Regions from separate parts of the Zea mays genome. Here region 1 is linked to region 2. The links are chromatin contacts, called in public Hi-C maps. All regions are on one chromosome and are shown on one strand. Each heading gives the region's core, a stretch centred on a gene start, on an enhancer-like site or on the middle of the called end of the contact. The rest is flanking DNA. Distances are from core to core; before and after follow the strand shown. Region 1 has its middle 21 kb from the start of LOC100282913. Region 2 has its middle 52 kb from the start of LOC542569.

Region 1 (2,931 bases), core at 286-2,785, 230 kb before region 2:
GGGAGCGGGCGAGCGACTCTGCGGCTGGCTTGAGAGAGAGAGAGAGCTGGAGGCGGACCGGGAGCGCGGGGTCGACGGCGACCTGCGCCCAGGTGACGCTGCGGACGATGGACTCCGCGCTGGGGCAGCTGCTCTGGTAGAAGTTGTAGGCCAGGCCCGGGTTGGACTCCAGCAGCCCCGCCCGCGCGCCGCTCAGCAAATGGCCCAGCTGCAGGGCCACGACGGCCACCCACCACGCCGCAATGCCGTTGCCTCCTCGCCACCGGCCTGTCTGCCCCCTCATCTCCGCTCCACCGGCCGACCGGCCTCCCTCTCCTCTTAGCGGATGAATGGATGGACGGCTGCAGGCTGCCTGTCTGTCTGTCTCAGGGAGTTAGGGTTAGCCGGTTAGGGTTAGGTGAATAGGAATAGGACAACCCAACAATGAGTCCCACTGCCTTTGGGCTTTTTTTTGCTTTGCTTCATGGGCCCAAAACACAACATGTGAAATTGTGAATTAATATTTCGGGTATCCAGTGGATACCCATGGGTAAAATATACTATCCGTACCCTACTCGACGTATTTCGGGTACCCGACCCGACATGATCTACGGGTGAGTTTTCTAACCCATATCCATGTCCATCGGGTACGAAACCCGTGGGTATCCATACCCACGGGTCCAATTGCCATCCCTAGGAGGGTATGTCCGCACAAGGTTAATGAATGTGGGGAAAAAATAAATCTAAACTGGGCTCCCGCAGCAAGGGATATTGTTGGGCTGCTAAGCTGAATGTTACACAGCTACGGGCAGCTGAACAGTGGGCCGGCGTGCAGCATGCCCATGGGCAGAAAACAGAGCAGAGCAGGCTGCACGTTTTAGGCGAACGGCATTTTTTCCGCTGCCAAGCCAGCCGCGCCATGTGTTCAACAAGTGAGCACAACAACAAAAAAAAAAAAAATCCTTAATTATCATAAACAAAGCCATGAAAAAAAATTCTGTGATAAAGTACCCTCAAAGTTTTTTTATAAAAATATTGGATATGCTTTGCGCTAATATTTTTGGTCTGGACCGCCTTTTCTTGAAACGAAACACGCGCGTACAAGACCACAAAAAGTATAAACAAGTTCTCCACTCTAGGTTTATTACCGCTACCGGTCGACACGTGCACCTCTTGCGCAACGCAAAGCATACATACGTACATGCTTTTAAAGCAAACTGTACGTGAGATCGATGTGCCATTGGAATTCGAACAAAGACGTACAAAAGGCCGATCGACACAATGCAAAATAAAGAGACGGGCAAGCCAACCCGCTTGCTTCCGGGACGCGACTCGCGCCTTTTTCTAGCTTGAGGGCTGATTTTTCCTAGCTTCTTCCTCGCTCACGCACGAACGCTGCTGTATCTCTCTCTCTATATATATATATTCCTTTACAGCAACCACAGTTTTGTTTATGCAACAAAGAAGGCCGGCCGGGAGAAGGACAGTGACGACGACTGATCACTACACTACACGCTGCAATATCTCTGCAGGTCGTCCGTCAGTGGACATGCATGCATCTCCGTACGTACCCTCACGTTTATTTGCTACGAGTACACCACAACCAGATCGAGCTCTCCAGTGCTAGCTGCAACTGAAAGCGCGCGTCCTTTTCATTCGGGCCTAATATTCGCGCGTGAGGGAGGCTCACAATCATTAACCCAGCTCAGTGGGAATAAACGTACGTACGTACGTCGTTGTTGCTGGTTCCTAGGCTCTAGCTAGCCTGAATTGTGCACATACATACATGCATGAGATGCTCTAGATTGTTTAGCTGTAGATTGGCCACTCGATTTCCCTGGAAGCATGGATACATATGCTTCTGATTTTTTTCTCTTTGTCGATGGTTCCACGTACGGGGCCCGGCCGGGGAAGAAGGGAAATTAAACTGTGCGTGTGTGTGCTTTCGCGCGCGAAAGCAGCAGCCCAACAACCAGTAGAGTGGAATCCAGCTCCGCCTGCATTCGAATCGATCGATCGATCGACGATCCCACATGGCTGGCTGTGGTGGCTAGCTAGTACGTGTAGTGTGTCTATCTAGTGGCGCGGGGCACCTCTCTCAATCCCCAGCATTGGTAGCTACCTATACTAATTAATTGGCTCCGAAAACGATATCCTCCTAGGAGGGGGTGGTGGAATGATTTGTCATTACCGGAGATTCCACTTTGGTCCGGCCCCTTTCTGATGTTGGCTGCTGTGATCCAAGGAGGCCAATGGTGGTGCAGGATTATATTGGATCATCTTGATTTTAAGCTTACTTATTTTCTTCTTCCTTCTACGATCCTGTGTGAATCTAGCTAGTACAGGGCGTGGGTGGCCGGGTGGTAGCACTTGTTCTCGTCGCTGCATAGGATGCATGCCTGCACGCTTCAGCCCATGCATGTAATAATAATGATTCTTCAGTGCTACAGCTTCGTGTGTGTATATATATTGGCTATTGGTAGCCCTGTGCTTCCAAATATATGGTGGAAGCCCCAGTCACCCCTGCACCACTCGACAGCGACACACATATATATACACGCACCTATGTCTGATCAGAGTGTAGCGAAACCGTCAAGATTATTCTAGCTTCAGTGCCTAAGTCTCGCCTTAGAAACAGCGACACACTTAAATAATCCGAATAAACGGTCAGACCGTCGGGTCTAGTCCGATCAAACCACTCATTAAGGATCGAATACCACTTGCTCACGTGAAGGTTAGACACATAGAAATACAATAAAGCATAAAATCACATATTAATGGAGTACTTGAGTTATTACATGAAACGGAGTTCAACAATAAGAAACATTGCTTCTAGTGCAGCGTATATCAACTAACGATGATAACTGGGGAGTAGGGCGAAGCCTGGCCCACTACTCCTCCTGGTCCTCTCTTGCTGAAGCAGCATCCACTCGATTGTCCAACCCCGGTGGC
Region 2 (3,194 bases), core at 637-3,136:
TTCTCTCATGAAAGTCAATCACGATTTTCTTCGCTATAGATCATTTGTGGTTGATGATGGATCACAAATGAGGTTCTGGGAGAAAATGCATTGAGAACGTAACTACACATGCCTTTAGAATATAGCTACACCTAAACTTGTAACTACACGCGAAGTGCTTGCAGTTCTTCCACCATATTTCTCTTGGGGTCCTAAGTATCTTTGGAATAATTACTTACCACGTATTACTAACATACAACTGTCCCAGGAGCTCTAGATGTTTTTTTCTTGGGATTGACATCTAAATGCATAATACTCAGTGAAATCATGTTGCCTAGCATTATTAATACATTTTGATGTCCCTAATTTAATAGAACTTTACAGACACTGAAAGCCCCATTAAAAATCAAAGCCTTCTTTTGGTACTTAAGAAAAAGGAGTTGTACTAATCAAGAATATAATCGTCCTAAGGTCAACTGGTGTGGAGTGTGGTAGTAAAAGATGTGTTGATTTTGTCATGAAGATAAGATAATTAGACACCTATATTTTTTTTCGAATGCCACTTCGCTTGTTCTATTTGATTGATTATTCAAGCGGTCAATGGACTAAGTAAACCTTAAAATGTTTCTCACTTGTTTTGTGGATGGTTAGAAGGATTTAGGGTTTAGGGTTTAGTTTGTGGCTAAATGTGCCACACTTTGCTTAAGATTAGTCGTCCGAATTGAATAACTAACTTTAGTCAGAAAAGTTAGCTAAAGTGTAGGAAATTAGATATCAAACCAAACATGGCTTTAGTAAAAAATGAAAACCGGCCGCTACGTTTGGAGCGGCTGCTATTGCTAGTCACTTAGGCATAGACGCGTAGTAGAGATAGATGATATTAGTTTTAAAAACAAAAAAACACATTCTCCATTTGCGATTATGTATTGGCTATATATATTTGATCTATTCTACAGGATCGGGAGCGTTCAAGTGTCTCCAAAGAAATTAAAGTAAAAAAACGATGTGACTTGTTGAGCTATACATGTATATGTCTATGTCGGAGGCTCTTCAATAATCTGCAAGTGCCATGAGACTCGTTATTGGCATGGCACCAGCAGCCGCTGGACCGATACGATGGAGGTGAAAAGTGGAGAGAGCACGCAAAGCACTCGCTCGGCCCTAGCACGTGTCGTGAGCAGCAAAATGCACAGTGCGAGACGGAGCTCTGCTTCGGCAAGGTACGCTACGTACTAGAAGAGTCGGCAGATCAAACATGCTTGACATAAAGTAGAAGTGGATATATAGGTAGCTAGCCTAGATTGACAGATGATGATGATAAAAAAAAAAGAAGGCTGGTTGGTTGTCGAGTAAAGGAACAGTGTTCCAACTAGATAGATAAAAAGCTGGGTGTACTTTTGCTCAACATCCTCAGGTATACCAAGAAGAGAAAAAGCAGGGGCGATGGATTTGAGTGGCAGAGGGGGAGGAGGGGGCCGGCCACGTGACGAGGATCGGAGTCGGACACCTGAGTCGGAGGGTGGTGGTGGTGGCGGCGGCGGGAGATGGAGATGGAGATGGAATGGATGGTGCTGGCCGCTTTTTATCCGGGAGATAAGAGACGATAGGCAGATAAGGTGCGATGGATTAGTTAGCTAGCAGCAGCAGCTGAAAGCAGGGGGGGCACTGGGCAGCAGTTGGAATGGAGCAGAAAGCCCCGTGGGACTGTAACTGTACCCGCGCCGCGGCGCCGGGGGTAGGGTACTCTAGTACTCTACTACAATTGTTTGCATCAACAACATCCCGATTCGGGGGTACCTCTGCCTCTTACCTGGAAAGGGAGCAAGGGAGCGTCAGCATCGCACTGTCCTGCTCCTGCTCCTACACGGCCGCACCACCCGTCTGCCTCACCGCAGGCAGGCCGGGGCCGGTTGACTCAGAAACGCACGACGGCTCGGTACGCGACAAGACACGAACACGTCATGCACTGTAGCCAGTGCCAGAGGCGGGCGCGGCGTAAATATCGCCGCAACGCTCGACGGCTCCGCTAGTTGCACGCCGCTTTGCTTTTTCTCGGCCGACTCCGACTCCGATCCGACGTACGCGTTGTCGGCCGGGCGCCTCTGCTCGCGCAGTCGCACGTGCGCAATCGGTCTCTTCTTCGCTGCTTTTGAGTCCCGCGCGCGTGCCGCCGGCGCCACGGATCCGCACCGCACCGCCCCGTCTCTTCCACTCTTTCTGCATCCAGCACACCTCCCTCGTCCGTCACACGAAAACGGAATCGTCGGTAGCACCTGAGGCTGAGACTGAGACTGCGATTCTTCCTTCAATCAATCACGGTTGGCCGGTCAGTTCCACAACGGAAGCACTGCAGGACAGCATGCAGTGCAGTGCAGTGCAGTGCAGCAGAATGCATGCAATGCAGCATAACTTCACTGACGGGAGGTTCTTATATATATTCCCATATCATCACCCTGGCCAAACACGTCCGCTGCCCTTCCGATATGGTACGAATACGATCCTCTATCTCTCTCTCTCTTTGTCAATCCCACGTGCACATGCAACCCGCACCTCCTTGTCATTCTGTTCCACTCTCTTGTGTTCTTTGTATCGGAGAATTGAGTAGCTAGAATTCGCCGGACACCGACCAGATCCATCCACACATTAACTGACACCCCTGCAGCATAATATTACTACTATAATCTGTGGAGAAACTTTTTGTTATGTTTCTGTTTCCAGTAGTAAGCATTGTTACAAACGAAAAATATCCTCAGTACATAAAATTATCAGTGAGCAAACTGTCTTAGCTGAGTTATTTGAAGTATAGATTGATTAAGCACCAAATCTAAATAACAAAATAAAAGATATATCAATTGCTTCATAAAAATGAAAATATACTTTAGAGCACAAATACAAACGATCGATGTATCACAATGCAGGCAGAGGGAGTAAGGGATACAACCATATTGCTCATCTCAAGAGAAGAGATATGTTTTAATCATGGTATATTTGAAACGCACCTGTTTACTTCTAGGTTTCATAGTCCTGAAGCATCCGAGGTAAATTATCAAAAACTGATAACTGAACTTATTAAGAGCAGGGCATTATTTAAGAATATTAATATAAAGAAATATAACACCCTAGAATAAGAACAACAAAATCCTGTGGGAAATTACTACACTTCACAAAAAACATAATAGCAAACAGATTAAAAACAGAGATTGTATTGATCATAA

Evidence for each region. Hi-C and Micro-C count contacts between places; a contact is called where the count stands out from the background.
Region 1: a contact with region 2 is called in a Hi-C map of bundle sheath, with 5 times the contacts expected there. The contact joins two enhancer-like sites. A contact is called at or near these places in 8 of 25 Hi-C or Micro-C datasets (bundle sheath, ear, leaf and 2 more).

What each region holds. Positions count from the first base shown.
Region 1 is chr1:222,765,350-222,768,280 of Zm-B73-REFERENCE-NAM-5.0, reverse strand. No RefSeq gene overlaps it. Among protein-coding and RNA genes, the nearest start is that of LOC100282913, 21 kb to the left of the region's middle. Within about 2 kb of position 1,535, at least 15 of the 20 cell types and tissues checked have an H3K27ac peak or open chromatin away from gene starts, as enhancers often do. A contact at or near this core is called in bundle sheath, ear, leaf and 1 more, where this site is marked.
Region 2 is chr1:222,531,038-222,534,231 of Zm-B73-REFERENCE-NAM-5.0, reverse strand. No RefSeq gene overlaps it. Among protein-coding and RNA genes, the nearest start is that of LOC542569, 52 kb to the right of the region's middle. Within about 2 kb of position 1,886, at least 18 of the 20 cell types and tissues checked have an H3K27ac peak or open chromatin away from gene starts, as enhancers often do. A contact at or near this core is called in bundle sheath, ear, leaf and 1 more, where this site is marked.